2 separate regions of the Anas platyrhynchos genome follow, and region 1 is linked to region 2. Evidence: chromatin contacts called from public Hi-C data. All regions are on one chromosome and are shown on one strand. Each heading gives the region's core, a stretch centred on a gene start, on an enhancer-like site or on the middle of the called end of the contact. The rest is flanking DNA. Distances are from core to core; before and after follow the strand shown. Region 1 overlaps LOC139999045 (a long non-coding RNA gene). Region 2 holds the start of LOC110351601.

Region 1 (3,203 bases), core at 496-2,995, 71 kb before region 2:
TGCGCTCCGCTCTGCCTTCCTGCGGTCTCCTGCAGCTGGGGGCTGGCTCCTGCTCCCCGAGGGTGGGTCAGCCTGGCCTGTAGGTTATGGGTATGGGAGGGGAAAGCTGGGGCCGTGGAGCTCTGTAAAGGCATTGTTCCCACCAGCTGCCTAAAGCCACCTGTTGGAAATGTTTGAAGGCCACCGGACAGGCATCTTCCAGCGCCACGTGCTTTATTTGTGCAGGATCTCAGAGGAGACTGCCCTGGGAATGTAATACCGTGCGGGGATAACTCCTGGATTTTTGTGCCGTTCTGACCAGGAGGATCCTTGCAGGCGTAACGAGATAAGCAATCCTTTCCTTGCAGGAACGAGATGTAATTATGACTGCCAGCATGGTGGGGGCTGCCACCGGTGCAGGGCTGAGCACCAGGGAGGTGTTGGTGGTGTTGGAAAGAGGCATCAGCCCCAGCTCTGTCTGCTCTTACTGGAGTCTGGAAGGGGTTTGACACCTCTCCCAGACCTTCCTTCTGCTTCACCCCATCCCTGCTCCTCTTTTTTCCTTCCTCTTCAGCTGTTTATGTCAAGCATTTTCTTACCTGGCTTCCCTGCATCCAGGTGTCCTTTCTGTGCCCTGCTCTCTCCTACCCCCTTAACATCCCAGAGTTGTGCCGCATGTGCCAGCGCTGCCCATGGTGAGCTTGGCCTCTGTGCCATGGTGCCGACAGCCAGCCCTTTCCCACCACACTGCTTGTGAGGCTCGGTGTCTTTTTTTTTTTTCTCCATCGTGTAACTAAAGTTTGTGCGAGCCTGTTCTGGTTTAAATGCAAAATATGCATTTGGGAGAGAGAGGGAGGCGTGCAGACCTCACCCCTCAAAGCCCAACCCATCCCCGCTCCAAGACTTTCCAGAAGGAAAGGCGAATAAGAAGAACCTGACCCCATTTCTTCCGAGTCTCATGATTTACAGGCAGCTTTTTGGGCTTCTCTCTGGCGGTGGGCGGCCAGATTGGGCCGAACTCCTGCAGGATTCACATTTCTAGCGGCTTGCGCTCCTCGCCTCTTCCCCACAGCCACCAGGGCAGCTCATGGAGGTGGGCAGCGTGTTGGCTTCAGCAGCACCGCGCACATTTAGCCTCACGTGTGCCCATTTTAAGGGCTGGAAGCGTCAACTGAGCCTTGCCTATGTGTGCCTGACCTGCCTCCACTGCCCCCACTCCCAGCATCGCCTCCTCTCTCTGGGTGGCCCCACGAGGCAAAAAGATCCTGGGCTCGCAGAGCCAGGAGCACGTGGCTGCATTTTGCCAGATTTGGCCCTTTTTCTCCCTGCTGGGACCTGGCTGCCTGTGTGTGTGCGTGCTGGTGGTGTCCCAAAGAGAAAGCGCCCAGCTCCCCTGCATGGCACAGGCACGCGTGCGCACCGAGGGGGCTGCAGCTCCTTCTGCCTCGCTCGAGTTTCCCATTTAAATGCTCCCCTCTGCCAGAGGAGACAAATTCCCTCGGTGGCCCAAAAGGAGCCGACCACCACCCGCTTTTACCCGGCTTTGAGACCCGTGGAGGTGTCCCACCGGGTGCCCCCCACTGCCCCGTGCCGCTGCTGGCTCCAGCCCGGCGGAGGCAGGAGCTCGCTGGTGAGCCGGGGAAAAAAGAGGCTGCAGCAAAGATGGAACAAACAGAATTTTTTTTTGCATCTAGAGGGGGAAGCACAGAGCTAAAAATAAAACGGGAAGATCAGTATCTGTCAGGCTGACGGCGGATTGGCTCTTTGGAAATGCATGTAATTACCAGGCTGTAGGTAGACATTTGCATGGAGCGAATAGCAAGCTACTGAGACAAGGTTACGCTTTAACCTTTAAGTCCTGAATCTGCTGGAAAAACTAAGACAGAACTGCAGGAAATTAACTTAAATTAATAGAGTGGCTGTGGCTGTGCTACATGTTCCCTCGATGCATGTCACTTGGCGGCACCGAGCGCCTCGCTGCCCCTGTGCCCTGGCGCAGGGAGATGCTTTGGAAGCAAGTTTGTCATGCGTGGATCTCCTCCCTCGTTTGGGGATTCAGCCTGAGTGGGGAGAGGAGCTGCAGCTTCTCGTGGTCTGTGTGCCTCCTCCCGTAGCGTCCTTTCAGTTGGCAGCCTGCAAAGGGGCTGGGGGAATTTGGGCAAAGGGTGCGGGTTTTGGGTGCGGGTGCAATCCCGCTGTGCCGATCCACGGCTCCCAGCTGGGAGAGCCAGGGAGGGGATGTGGTCAGGGGGCTGGAGCTTTTGTCTGAGCTCTGTGTGCAGGACTCCGCAGGCAGTAATCCGTGCTGAAACCGCACTGATCGGAGCAGAGATGGTCCCTTTGTGCACGTGTTTGTGGGTGTGCAGAGCCTAAGACTGTGGGCGTGGAACTGGTCCGGTGAAAAACCCAGAGAGAAACTCAAAACGTGCCTGCACGTTCCCACTCCGGGCTCCCATTGGGGCTGTTCGTGCTCCCAGCCTTCCTCCCACCTCCTTACCCCCGGGACACCTCGCTCTCGCTGCTGCCCGTCGTCCCCAAATCGGGCAGCCTGGGGATGGGGGGCGAGGAGGGGGAGATGCCATGGGGTGCTCGTTCCCATCCGGCACCGCCACTGGAGGTGCTGCTGCCGTGGGACGTGGGTACGAGCAGCTGGGTCTTGCTGGGGACAGGCTGGAGAAGCCAGCGGTGACACCCTGCCTTCTGCAGATAAGGCAATAACCATTTCCAGTAACCATTTCCAGTAACCATTTCCAGTAACCATTTCCAGTAACCATTTCCAGAAACGCTGCCTTCTCCTCCTCTCCTGCTGCCTTGTAGCCAAAGCTGAGCAGAAGCGTTGCGGTGGTGGGACCGGCTGGTGCAGGGCACAACCACCCAGCTGCCCGAAGGGCCAGGCCACCGGGAGCCCAAGCTGCTCCACTGGCTCCCCATCAGCTCCTGAAGCCAACGGAAGGCTCTGGCCCTAATCCTCAAAGCGACTGGTGGAGGAAGCGCCAGCAGCAGCAAAGGCAGGGTTTTGTTCACGAGCTGCTCCTCTGAGACAACCCAGAGCAGGGGATGAAGCCTAGGAGAGCGATCTCGGCTCTTTAGGATGTTGTAAGGGGGGCAGCAGGCAGGGCTCCAGGGTTCTGGGATTTTAGGGTTGGTTCCTTACCCCCTCAGAGCAAGGTTCGGGTGCCTGAGCACCACGGGATCGCCAGCCCTGGTGCTCTGAGGAAGCAGAG
Region 2 (3,174 bases), core at 408-2,907:
TCAGACCTCCGTGGCACAGGATGCTGCTGCTCCTGGCAGCGGCTCTCCAACACACGTCCCGCCCCAGCTGGCTGTGCTTCCCCTTGGGTTTTCAGCTCCTAAATCTGAGCCCAGGCCAGCTCCCCAGGTGGGGTCACCCACGGAGAAGGATTTTCCTGGAAGGTGAGTCCGAGCTGTGCGCTTGGCACACGGGGTGAGGGCAGCCGGGGCGCTTTCTGCCTCGCTGCGGCTCCGGGTGCTGCTCCTGAGTGGCACCAACAGCCCCCGGGGGGATGCTCAAGGGGTCCCGAGCGGAGCTGGGAGCAGAGGGCGCAGCTTTCAAACTTTTTCTTTACCACTGTCAGAAGCAGTGATGCCATCGAGGGCCACCAAGCTGCCACCTAGGGCCACCACGGTGCCATTGAGGGCCACCCGTCTGTGTTGGTGTGGGGCAGTGGGCGCACCCCCAGCCTCTTGGTGCCACTGCCACCCCTGGGGGGTCTTGGCACTGCTGGGACCCCCAGCATGGGCAGGGGTTTTGCCACCGAAATCCCTTTCACAGAGCTGGGGGAGCACCCCCACTATGGCCCTGGGGATGCCAAATTGGCCACCTGCACCCTCTCCCAGTTTTGGTGCGCTCAGGGGCCACCGTGCTCTCGTCCCGGTGCCCCCCAGCCCTGGGGGCTCCCAGTGAGGGTGAGGACATCAGGAGGGGACTTTTGGGGGCCCCGCTGCCCACACGGCTCCTTTAAGAAGCCCACAACCAGCTCCAGGAATGAGCTCAAGGTCACAGCAGGAAACCTGCGGACTTGGCAGCGAGGAGGAGAAGGGAGCGGGCGGAGGGAGGGAGGAGGGAAGCAAACGGAGATAAAACCCAGCTCGCTGCCAGGGGAGCCACAAGGTGGGGGCGCAGCGGGGTGCACAGCAGGGGTCCCACCCTTGGGTGCCCAACCCCAGCACCTCGAGGCCCCTCTCCGCAGTGCCCAGTGCCCTCCCATGTGTCCAAAACTGTCCGAGCAGAGGAAAGTCCCCTCCTGTCCCCAGAGCCACCCTGTAACTGCGCGCCCGGAGCTGTGTCCGTGCCACAGGGACACCCCGCGAGGTTTCCCAGCTCTGTGGGAGCAGAGCAGGAGGGAGGTGCTGGCCACGAGGGTCGGATCCTGCAGCAGCTCCCAGCGCTTACCTTGCCCGGATGGTTTCATTTATAAAGCAGCAGCTCCCGGGGTCCCGCGCTCTCTGCCTTCATCCCAACCCCGGGGGATCTTTGGAGCTGTCCTCACCGTCCAGCACAGGGACAAAAAAGTACACCGCAGAGCCCCAAAGCCCAGGAAGTTAATGACGATTATAAAAAAGCCCTCCACAGCTTGTTTTTTAAACCCTTGGCATCGCAACTAACCTCATGATTTCGGGAGGCCGACTTGCCCTCCTCCCAAAGGAGGCGTGCGCCCTCCCCATGCCCACGGCCAGCTCGGAGCATCCTGGGGGCCCGATCCTGCCCCAGTACCTGCAGCACGGTTACGTGCACGGGGAGCCGCTGCCTCGGCACCTCTTTGGTGGGCCAAGAGTGAGCAAAACCAGGACAAATGCCTGCCCACACGACCCGACCCTGGAGGAGACCGGAGCCAAGCTGGGTTTTCGCAGGGGCTGCAGCGCTGAGGCAGCTCCTTCTGGGCTCGCTTTGGAGATGCCCGATTTTAATTTTCATCAGCAGAATTAATCTGCGGAGCTGGTTTCCCCTCCTCCCCCTTCTCCTTCTTTTCCTCCCTGGTTTAGAGGGAGAATCTGAGCGTTTCTCCGAGGAGCTCGGCACCATTTACATTCACTCCTGGCGCGAGCCGGCCGTGCTGCAGCACCAAGCGCAGCCCTCGCTGCGGGGCCTGGCGTTGGCCAGGGGGGTGAGGGACAGGGGAACCAGCCCTGACCCCCCCAGGCACCCCCACCTGGCCCCATCCTCACCCCTGGAGGGGGCTGCTTTATTTTTGTCACCCCGGTCTTTTAGGAAAGCGAAGGGCACAGCGGGGAGGGGAGCAGGGTGCTCCCAGCGGTGCTCAGCCCCGGCCGTGCCCAGGGGGATCCTGGCTTCAGGCTTTGCTCTGCAGCCTCTGGGCTGGTTGGAAACTTGGGGTTTTTGGCCAAATGACAGCCAAAGTGCTCCGGGGATGGGACCCGAGCTGGGGGGAAAGAGCAGCTCCAAATCTTGCAGGAGTTGGAGTTTTATGTGATGCAGGTTGGTGGCCCTGCGCTGTCCCGGCCTTGCATAAAGTTGTGGGCTTCTTTTTTTTTTTTTCTTTTTCTTTAATAAAGATTAATAAAGACGAATTAATTCCTTATTACCGTTATTATTACCATTGCTATAATTATCTCAAAACTGCCGCCCCTTGCAATAACTCACACGATTTCTGCAACACCTGCACAACCCCAGCCCGCGGCGATGCCCTCCGGCCCCGGCCCCGAGATGCCACCTGCCCCTTCCCCGTGTCCCCTCCACGGTGCTGACCCCGGGGGCTCCATCGCGTCCCCCTGATCCCTGTGGTCCTCCCTTGTCCCAGCTCAGCATCTCGGAGCTGTGCCCCCAGATCCGCGTGTTGTGCACAGCCCAAGCTGCTCCCAGCTGGGACGGGGTGAAGGATGCAGTCAGGGGGGTGCCGGTGGGTAGCAGCAGCCCCCTTGCAGGAAAAAGGGACTTTTGCAACAACCGCTGGCCTTCAGTTTAATCAAAGCCAGCAGCCGTGCGTGCACAAAGCCACCCGCAGCACCCTGAAACCCTTCCCTCGGTGGCAATCCAGCGATCAGCTCTGAGTGGGAAGTGCAACCAAAGCAGCCCAGCCCAGGAAGGAAAAAGCAGCAAAGAAAAAAAAAAAAAAAAAAAAGAAAAAAAAAAGTTAAGTTGGGATGGAAAAGGAACGTTAACTCCCCGCCCCGGATGCGGCAGCCCTCTGACCCCAAAGCTCATCCCAGGCAGGCGCGGAGGTGAGCGTGAGCCTCACGCTGTGGCGTGCCGAAGCAATAGCTGCCACGGGCGCTTTTGCCTGGATGGAAGGAGAAGGTTTTGCTTTATCGGCATTCCTGGCTCCGTGAAGCCTTTTTTTTTCTTTTTTTCTTTTTTTTTTCTGGCTGTGGAAGGGATAAAACCCCGTGTGCCGAGCCCGTCGAAGCCCAGGCACGCTGCTCCGCAAGGGCAGGAGGCGTTTGCCG

The links. Hi-C and Micro-C count contacts between places; a contact is called where the count stands out from the background.
Region 1: a contact with region 2 is called in a Hi-C map of subcutaneous adipose tissue, with 4 times the contacts expected there. The contact joins the enhancer-like site here to the promoter of LOC110351601 in region 2. A contact is called at or near these places in 4 of 8 Hi-C or Micro-C datasets (F1 follicle, liver, skeletal muscle and 1 more).

Annotation. Positions count from the first base shown.
Region 1 is chr18:10,728,368-10,731,570 of IASCAAS_PekinDuck_T2T, reverse strand. The region is part of intron 2 of LOC139999045 (a long non-coding RNA gene); the gene reads left to right. Among named protein-coding and RNA genes, the nearest start is that of IER5L, 33 kb to the left of the region's middle. Within about 2 kb of position 1,745, at least 1 of the 8 cell types and tissues checked has an H3K27ac peak or open chromatin away from gene starts, as enhancers often do. A contact at or near this core is called in subcutaneous adipose tissue, where this site is marked.
Region 2 is chr18:10,657,629-10,660,802 of IASCAAS_PekinDuck_T2T, reverse strand. LOC110351601 reads right to left here and starts at 1,657. Exons shown (of 2, transcript XR_005259926.2): 1 at 1,163-1,657.